2 separate regions of the Anas platyrhynchos genome follow, and region 2 is linked to region 1. The links are chromatin contacts, called in public Hi-C maps. All regions are on one chromosome and are shown on one strand. Each heading gives the region's core, a stretch centred on a gene start, on an enhancer-like site or on the middle of the called end of the contact. The rest is flanking DNA. Distances are from core to core; before and after follow the strand shown. Region 1 overlaps ARID5B (AT-rich interaction domain 5B). Region 2 overlaps CABCOCO1 (ciliary associated calcium binding coiled-coil 1).

The links. A called contact is a pair of places that touch in the nucleus more often than the background predicts.
Region 2: a contact with region 1 is called in a Hi-C map of skeletal muscle, with 2.5 times the contacts expected there. The contact joins two enhancer-like sites. A contact is called at or near these places in 2 of 8 Hi-C or Micro-C datasets (skeletal muscle and subcutaneous adipose tissue).

What each region holds. Positions count from the first base shown.
Region 1 is chr6:9,857,508-9,861,421 of IASCAAS_PekinDuck_T2T, forward strand. It overlaps ARID5B (AT-rich interaction domain 5B), which reads right to left. Exons shown (of 10, transcript XM_038181619.2): 5 at 1-100. Among named protein-coding and RNA genes, the nearest start is that of ARID5B, 75 kb to the right of the region's middle. Within about 2 kb of position 2,409, at least 1 of the 8 cell types and tissues checked has an H3K27ac peak or open chromatin away from gene starts, as enhancers often do.
Region 2 is chr6:9,978,038-9,981,790 of IASCAAS_PekinDuck_T2T, forward strand. CABCOCO1 (ciliary associated calcium binding coiled-coil 1) reads right to left here. Exons shown (of 13, transcript XM_072040065.1): 13 at 1-2,288. The coding sequence ends at 2,211. Among named protein-coding and RNA genes, the nearest start is that of ARID5B, 46 kb to the left of the region's middle. Within about 2 kb of position 2,439, at least 3 of the 8 cell types and tissues checked have an H3K27ac peak or open chromatin away from gene starts, as enhancers often do.

The DNA of each region.
Region 1 (3,914 bases), core at 1,159-3,658:
TTGCTTTCAGAATTATTGTTGGAATCCTTAATGCCATTTAATGAATCTCTTCTTTGTGGGCAAGGCTTCTTTTTGCGTGGTCTGCCTTTAAGATTTGGCGCTGAAAATTAATGGAGAACAATTTGAGTACATTGTCTTATACTGGATTCTTAACAGCTGAAAGCATAATAAATAATTCCACTACAATCAGTCACAGAAACGTACACATCTGTCTACAGTAAATGCTTATTACGAGATTCCCGTCCTCCATGGGTTACATCTTGACACACTATACGTTTCTATATCATATTCCCCAAGGCTAATCTATTCTACTTTCACGTAACTAATTAATACAAAGTCAAACACTGGTCTCTGAAGGACTGGGGGAGAAAGCACGAATATTTCTCCATGGTACAAAAAAGAAGAAAATAGAATATTAATAGGTAACTTTGCATTAATCAGCCTGCTGCATTTATTATTTTCAATCTTCAACTAAGAGGACTAACTACTATTTCCAACTTTGGGAAACATCTGTTTTTGGAAATGTTCTGAAATATTGAAATTCCTTACAGCTCCAAGAAATGTTTATATACCCTGTCATTCTTGTCAAAGTTCTTCTAAAAAAGTTTTTTTTTTTTTTTTTAAATTACCCCTGAGTCCTGAAATGGATCAAAAAACGTAACAACTAGCTCTAGAAGTTGACAAGTACTGAAATAAGTGATTGATTGTTTCATAAGGGTTACATACCACACGTATAAATTAACATGAATCACTTTCAGTTTTGTCCAATTTTTAAGATAAAACAGCTCTGAAATAACAGTGACTAAATCCTGGCCATGCTGAGCCACACTACGAATGGGATATGGATCATCATAAAAAAATATCAGATTCATCTTTCAATCACGATATTACAATAGAAATTATGACCGCATATAGAAATAAGAGATGAAGCAGATGTTTGTTCATTATTCAGTGTCCTGCCTGCTTTCAAATTTCAAAATCAGCCTCCAACTACTATGGCAACATTTAAAGTGATAAACAATCATTAACTAATGACTGTACTGAAGAAGATAATTTCCTTTAAACCTTTAATTTCTAGGTAACCATTGTTTTCATTACTTAAAGGGATGATTAGAACAATGTCAGAAATCTAAACACCACAAACCTCTTGAGTGCCTTCTAATTGTTTCTAATCTTACATTTGTCACACAGTAAGCCAGTGGTTTCAGGACATTTTACATTTTAATTAGTTTGCCAACACAATAAAGGGTGCTAATTTGATTTTCTAGTTTGAATAACAGTGTCATATGTGGTCTGCTCTGACAAAAATAGAAGTCATGGGTTTAAAACCAAAAAGTCCAGAAGACTCATCCTTTCTTCCCCTAACACTGACACAGAGTAAATATACATACGTGTACGTCTGCGAGTCCCTATTTGTGTATGTATAAAAATATGTTTATCTCCCTACAGAAATATCTCCATCTATCTCCAGCCAAGCTCATTCTGCTTATTGAAAAGTACTGCAGAAAGCAATTTTGAAATTGTCGTGTGAGGCTAGCATGCAAAATCAAACAAAGAGATAAAGAAATTATTACCCATTCCAGCCAACAAACATCTGCCTGATTCCTATCTGTACTCATGAATGCTCCAGCATGCGACTGCACCCCACGCTGTGGGAAGCCTCGGCGTGCCATGAGTGTCACTCTGACACCGGCCACGCACCGCCGCCACTCGCCCTGCTTGCCCCCGGCTGCTCCATTGCTCCCACCAGCGGGCGAGCGGCTCTGGGGCCTGGGGCAGGCACCGAGGGCTTGGAGCCCAGGTTGCTGTCCCCACCACTGACACCATGCTGGGGATGGCTGCTCTCACACGGACCACACGTGAGCTGTGAGGCCTTGCTGACGGCCGGTTCCAGCGCTTGTACCTTCCTTGGAAGGGCACTCGAATAATGGCAGTGGTTCCGCCGTGTGCTGCGCCCCGGCGCACACGTGGAAACGTCGTCTAGCCTTCGAATGGGTCCCTGACACAGCCCAACCAGCAGTGGGAGAGGGGTTCAACGTGGACCAAATATGCTTGGATGTGAATTATTCTTCTTTATTTATTATTTTTTTTTTAAAGCAAAGAAAGTAGTTCAAGGCTCAATGTTTTCCAAACATACTTGTTATCCTGAGTTTTGGCACTGTACTTTGTATCACACTATAAAGCACTCCTAATGTTTTGCTAAAAGCCTTAAAAGCAAAAAGGCATTTGTTACTGAATTCCAGGTATATCGAGCTTGCATACAAACACTGTTTGCGTTGGAGCCCTCGACGGCAGACCTGGCACAAGACCATGACCACGGCGGGTTTTTGCGCTGCCCCAGTTGCCGAGGTGCTGCGGCAGGGAGCGCCTGCAGCACCGCGCGGCGCTTCGGGCCGCTCCACGTCAGGCGCACAATTAACGAAAAAGCAGCCACTGGAGATAATACCAAAAGACAAGGCCCTTGCCTCTAATATCTGCTCCATAAAAGAAAACATTTGAAATAGCTCCAGTCGCACTTGAAACAAATCCATTAACATTTGCTCCCTAAATCATTATAAATAAATGCATTATTCGAAGATTATTTATGTTTCAGTTAGATCCATTTTGTTCTCTTGAGCAAGAAAATATGACAAGGACTGAACAAATAATTTACAACAAGGCACATGGTTGTTTTTTCATGGTTTTTTTTTTTGTTTCATTTATGACATATTCATGAGCACACTGCAGATTTCTTGAATTTCTTATTCATAATTATTTTAAAGCAATTTAAGGAACATGTTGTGGCTTAATCTCAGTCAGCTTTCCTGATAACGTTGGATGTTGAATACGGACTGGATAGTAAAGGGAATATCCTTTGTTTTTTTTCTGCTTTCTGTTTGGAGAGGGACTTATGGCGTCAATACCTGAGAATATCTGAAACAATTCAATTTCTTTACATGTTTGCACATATGGCTTTCAAATTCATTTCCTGAAAGCATTTGTGCCAGTGAGAACTGGTAACTTGTCTGTTCCCAGAAGGTGAGAATTAAATCAAAGTGAATTAAAGTAAAAAAAAAATGAATAAATAAGTGCAGAAAAACATTTGCATTTATTTGCCACCTCTTCAGGCAAAGTGCCTTGAACAGGCACACAAGAGGGATGATACAGTGCAAGTAACAGCCTGCTCTTCCTGTACGTTTGACGGTCACTTTTGCCAATTCATGTCTTTTTTCCTTTCATTGTGCTTCCTGATGTTTCTCAAAGAGGGGGAAACTGGGTTACTGAAATGTCCACCAGAACCCTTGTGCTGCTGGGAAGTTTTTTGTGCCTCTACATAGTGCATGATTCAAAGGATTCTTGCTGACTCAAGGACTTTCTTCCCAGGTTGCCAGTCAACCCAAACGGCAGGTTCACTCAGCAAACGGCAACGCACATGGAATTATCTTCCTTACAACATCTCTTGGCGCAACAGCGATCAAGAGCACAGCATGGAAAGCGGCTTCACCTGCGGAACCCTGGCAAACCCTCCAGGTATGACCAGGTGAAACACACCCAGCCACAAAATGCCCAGCGTTAGGAGGAGCGCTCCCAGGAGTGAGGCAGAGGAGCACAGGGGCTGGTGAGCTTCACACACGTCACTGGAGAGCCAGTCACCCTTACCCACCACGAGGAGCTCTGAGGGACTGCTTCAGCTCTCCCCTGCTGCCAGTTTTGTATCAGCACGCTGGTTGGTTTCCCTGCGCAGTGGATCAGGCTGGTGCCACTTAAAACTGCTCCTCGGAGCCCACCACCTGGCTGGCCCCACAATGAAATCACCACCAGCACCTGCTGCACTGCCTACTTCTTGAAAAGGAATCTGGGGCAGTGGGTCTTTACATGGAATCAAGCAAGAATGCAAGGTGAATGAAGACCTAATCCAACCGCAAGTGTTTCTA
Region 2 (3,753 bases), core at 1,189-3,688, 120 kb after region 1:
AAATAATAATAAAAAAAAATCCCTGGGGCTGTTTTTATTGGTAGCATTATTTCAGCAGGAAGATAGCTACAAATACTATTAGTCAGCAGGAAGAGAGCTGCAAGTATGGTTTGTGGGATTTGAACTCCACGTGGAATTTCTGCCGTACTTCAGCTGTTATGCATATGTACTAGGAGCGACTGCTAACAAATCATTGCAGTAATACTTGATGTTCATATACAACTTCTCATCTTCAAAGCTCTTCAAAATTTCCCAGAAGTTCTACAAAATATGGGAGAGGGAGGAAGAAATACGGGCAAAAGCCTTTGTTTAGCATTGGTCCTAACATAAATCATCATTATACCTTTTCTGCTTTGTCATATAGCAAGAATGTTGTAGTCATCAGATTTGACTGAAGTGCTAAATTGACAATAACGTTTTCAGCAAAAATTTCAAGAAATACTCCTCCCCTTCCATACAGACAGTTCTTTTCAGAAGTTATGTTCACACCTTTGAGTTCAAAATCAGGGAAATTTGTGACATTCGCATAATGCTCTGGGAAATTAATTTATGCATCAAAATAAAGGTCCTTTTGATTTTAGAATTTTTTCATGACAAAAGAGTCACATTTCAAAGCAATAAAACATTGCAGAACATAACCATGGATCTTAGAAATTTTAAAGGATGTTTTTTAGGATAAACCAATAAATCCTCATGAATTACCTCACCGTTCAAATTGGAATAGGTAGATTTTACAGCTGAAAGGAAGCTCTTATTAACTTGTTGGACCATGTTAGGTAGAAAAATGAAGAAAACTTTTAGTGAATTGCTATAGAGCTTACTTCTGATCATGTAATGGGAAGAATTTTTCTCAACACATGAGACCAACTAAAATATTCTGCCCACTTAACATCTCACACAACTTCTTTACAGGAGTCCAGTGCCCACACATCTGACATGTACTTTAAAGAGTACTTCCAGGCTACTGGCACTCAAACGCAGCTATTGAATATTGTCTTTTAATTCTGGGAGCTCTTTCTGATGAACAACGTGCAGGCAACGCCCCCTTCTGGCTGTGCTCTCAGCTCTGAGCACAACCAGGGAGCACACCCATGCAAGGCAGGCAGTGACAAACAAGACCTTTCAGGCAAACTATTTCAGGTTATTGTCATTTTTGCCTGGATGAGTCAGGCTTGTGAACGTTCTTCGTTATCACCATAAAAATGTGGGTGAAGTGAAACAAAGCCTAACATTTACTTAATGAGAAACAAATACAAAATTGTAACGAATAAAATATTCTGTTTCGTAAATATTCCCTTAAACATGCAATCCAGCCCTTACGCTTGAAAGCATGACTTGTTTTTAACATGCTTTCTAGGGCACAGAGTTCTGTAACATAGCAATTAGTATAGTTTACTATTTTGAAACATAGACGTTAAACCAGTTCTTCTGATGTCAATTATTATATAGTTGGATTCCTCCTGTGTTTACAACATTTCTATGTCTGACAAAATATGGAATGATGTTAGTATACAGAGGAATAGGAAATGCATTCTCAGATGAAACGTTACACGTACATGTATTCCAGAAAAAAATCCACGGAAATCAAAAGGAATTATTTCTGGGAAGACTGTAAAAGTACATACTCTTCGTTTATGCATTTTTAGTATGGTGGAAATAAAGAAGTGTAATATATGCAACTAGTTTAAACGCTTAGAGAAAAAAATCAAAATGAAATAACATACATGTTATTAATGAATAACTATAGAAAAAAGTGTATAATTACATGTTAATTAAATTCTCTCCTTATTGTATCTGCAATGCCTCAAAATTTCATTTTCTTTCTGTGTATTCTCCTTCCAGCAAAATATCCTGAAAAAGCAGAAACTTTTAAGCATTTCACAACTGGAAGAAAGAAATAATAAAACTAGAGAGTTTTTTTTTTTTTTTTTTTAAACTGAGATTTATATTCAGAAATAAACTGAACTTCAACATGCTTGTATTACATACCCTTCTGTTTACAGTCTCCCACTTAAGTCTAAACTAAACAACAATCCTGGCAGAACACAGTGAATTTGAGGAACTCGGATGAACTATTTCTAGGTAAAAGTTAAGTGAACCATTTTCCTTTATACAAAAATAATTATGCTCTGGCAGAGAGCCAGTCTTCTGTGTGTATCACCCCCCACCCCCCAGTTTCTGTAAAATTCAACATCACCTTTCTTATCTGGTTATTTAGGACTTTTTATTTTTTCTGTTCTCAAAGTATAAGCTTCTTCTTGTATTTGCAGCTTTTCATTTATCTCTGCCTGTAAAGAAAATCAGAAGAAAAAAGTGGTAATGCTGGAGCTATCTTAGGCTGCACATTGTCTTTGTGGTTTTGACACAGTGTGGTGCAGTAAGACAGACATTATCCTACACACCTTCCTGTTTTGCAGACATAACGGTGTTTCAGCCTGTACTTATGTGATAACACTTTATCGTATTACTGTGCGCAATCCCTATGTATGGTATGTCTGCCATGAACGGGAAGTGATCTGGGACAGCCATTTCTCATATAACCTTGTCTTGGGAGATAGGCTAATTTGCCTGTATTCTCAGACAGCCTTTACCAATAAACACCAAATCAGAAAAATTGCTTTGGGATTTGGTTGTTTCCACTGTTTTCCTTTGCTGCAGATGTTTGTTCTCTAGTGTAATACATTTTATTGAAATGGCTGGAATTAGAAAGCATTACTGAAAATGAACAATAAAAAAAACATATTTCTGTGATGTTGCTTGTCTTTCTTAATTACAAACACAATTATGAATGTGTATCATATTCTGGAAATCCAGACTGTTGTACATACTGAACACTTAATTTGCAGTGTAATATTCGTGGGGGAAAAAGTACAAAGGTTCTGACATATATTAGTGAAATCTGTGGCAGTGATAAAGTGTAGCAGTTCTTAATTTGATAGCATTTAGAAATGTGGGATCACTGGGACAAAGACCACAAATATTGGGGTTTTATGGGGAGTTTATGTGTATTTTTCAGTGTCGGCATACACCACTGCCAAAATACATGAGGAACAGAAGGAGTGCAATGACGCAGTCCTTCCAAGAATTGTGATGTTTTGTTGAAACAATTGGAAAGGGCTCAAAGGTCCTTCACAGACTCTATCAAAACTGACCCAAAACTTAGAGATATATTCTGAATAGACTTCATATAATTTTGATAAAGTGAATGGATGTGGCCCATAAAAACTTGCAGTAACTCGCCATGTTAGGAACATTTTGTTTTGCCAGTCCTGGAAACCCCTACTGCTGCTATCCTGCAAACTTCCTGTCATTAGATAGCCTCAACATCTGTTGTATGGAGAACTTTTTTCCAAAGTTCTCCATATAATTGGTCAGCATCAAAAAGCTGGGATTTCTATCTCAACTTTGTGCCTTTGCATATTGCTTTCATCATATTTCATCACATCTACCTTCAAGTATCAACAAATACGTTCCTATCCCTTTACTCGTATAAACTATAAGTATACTTAGATGCTTTCCTGTGGAACACTGACCCTCCAGGCTAATCCTCTCCTAGCCACCCCAGATGCCCTTTTTTCTCCATTTTTTTAAATCTGTCTCCAGTTCTACATTCACTGGAAATCAGTTGCCACCATGCTTACTCTGGCTGCTGTTACAATCACTGAGCATTAGCACTATAATTTCAGACTGAAAGTTATTTTCTAGACCCAACGAGAGCAAAAGCTGTCCACTGTAGACAAAATGCAGATTGCA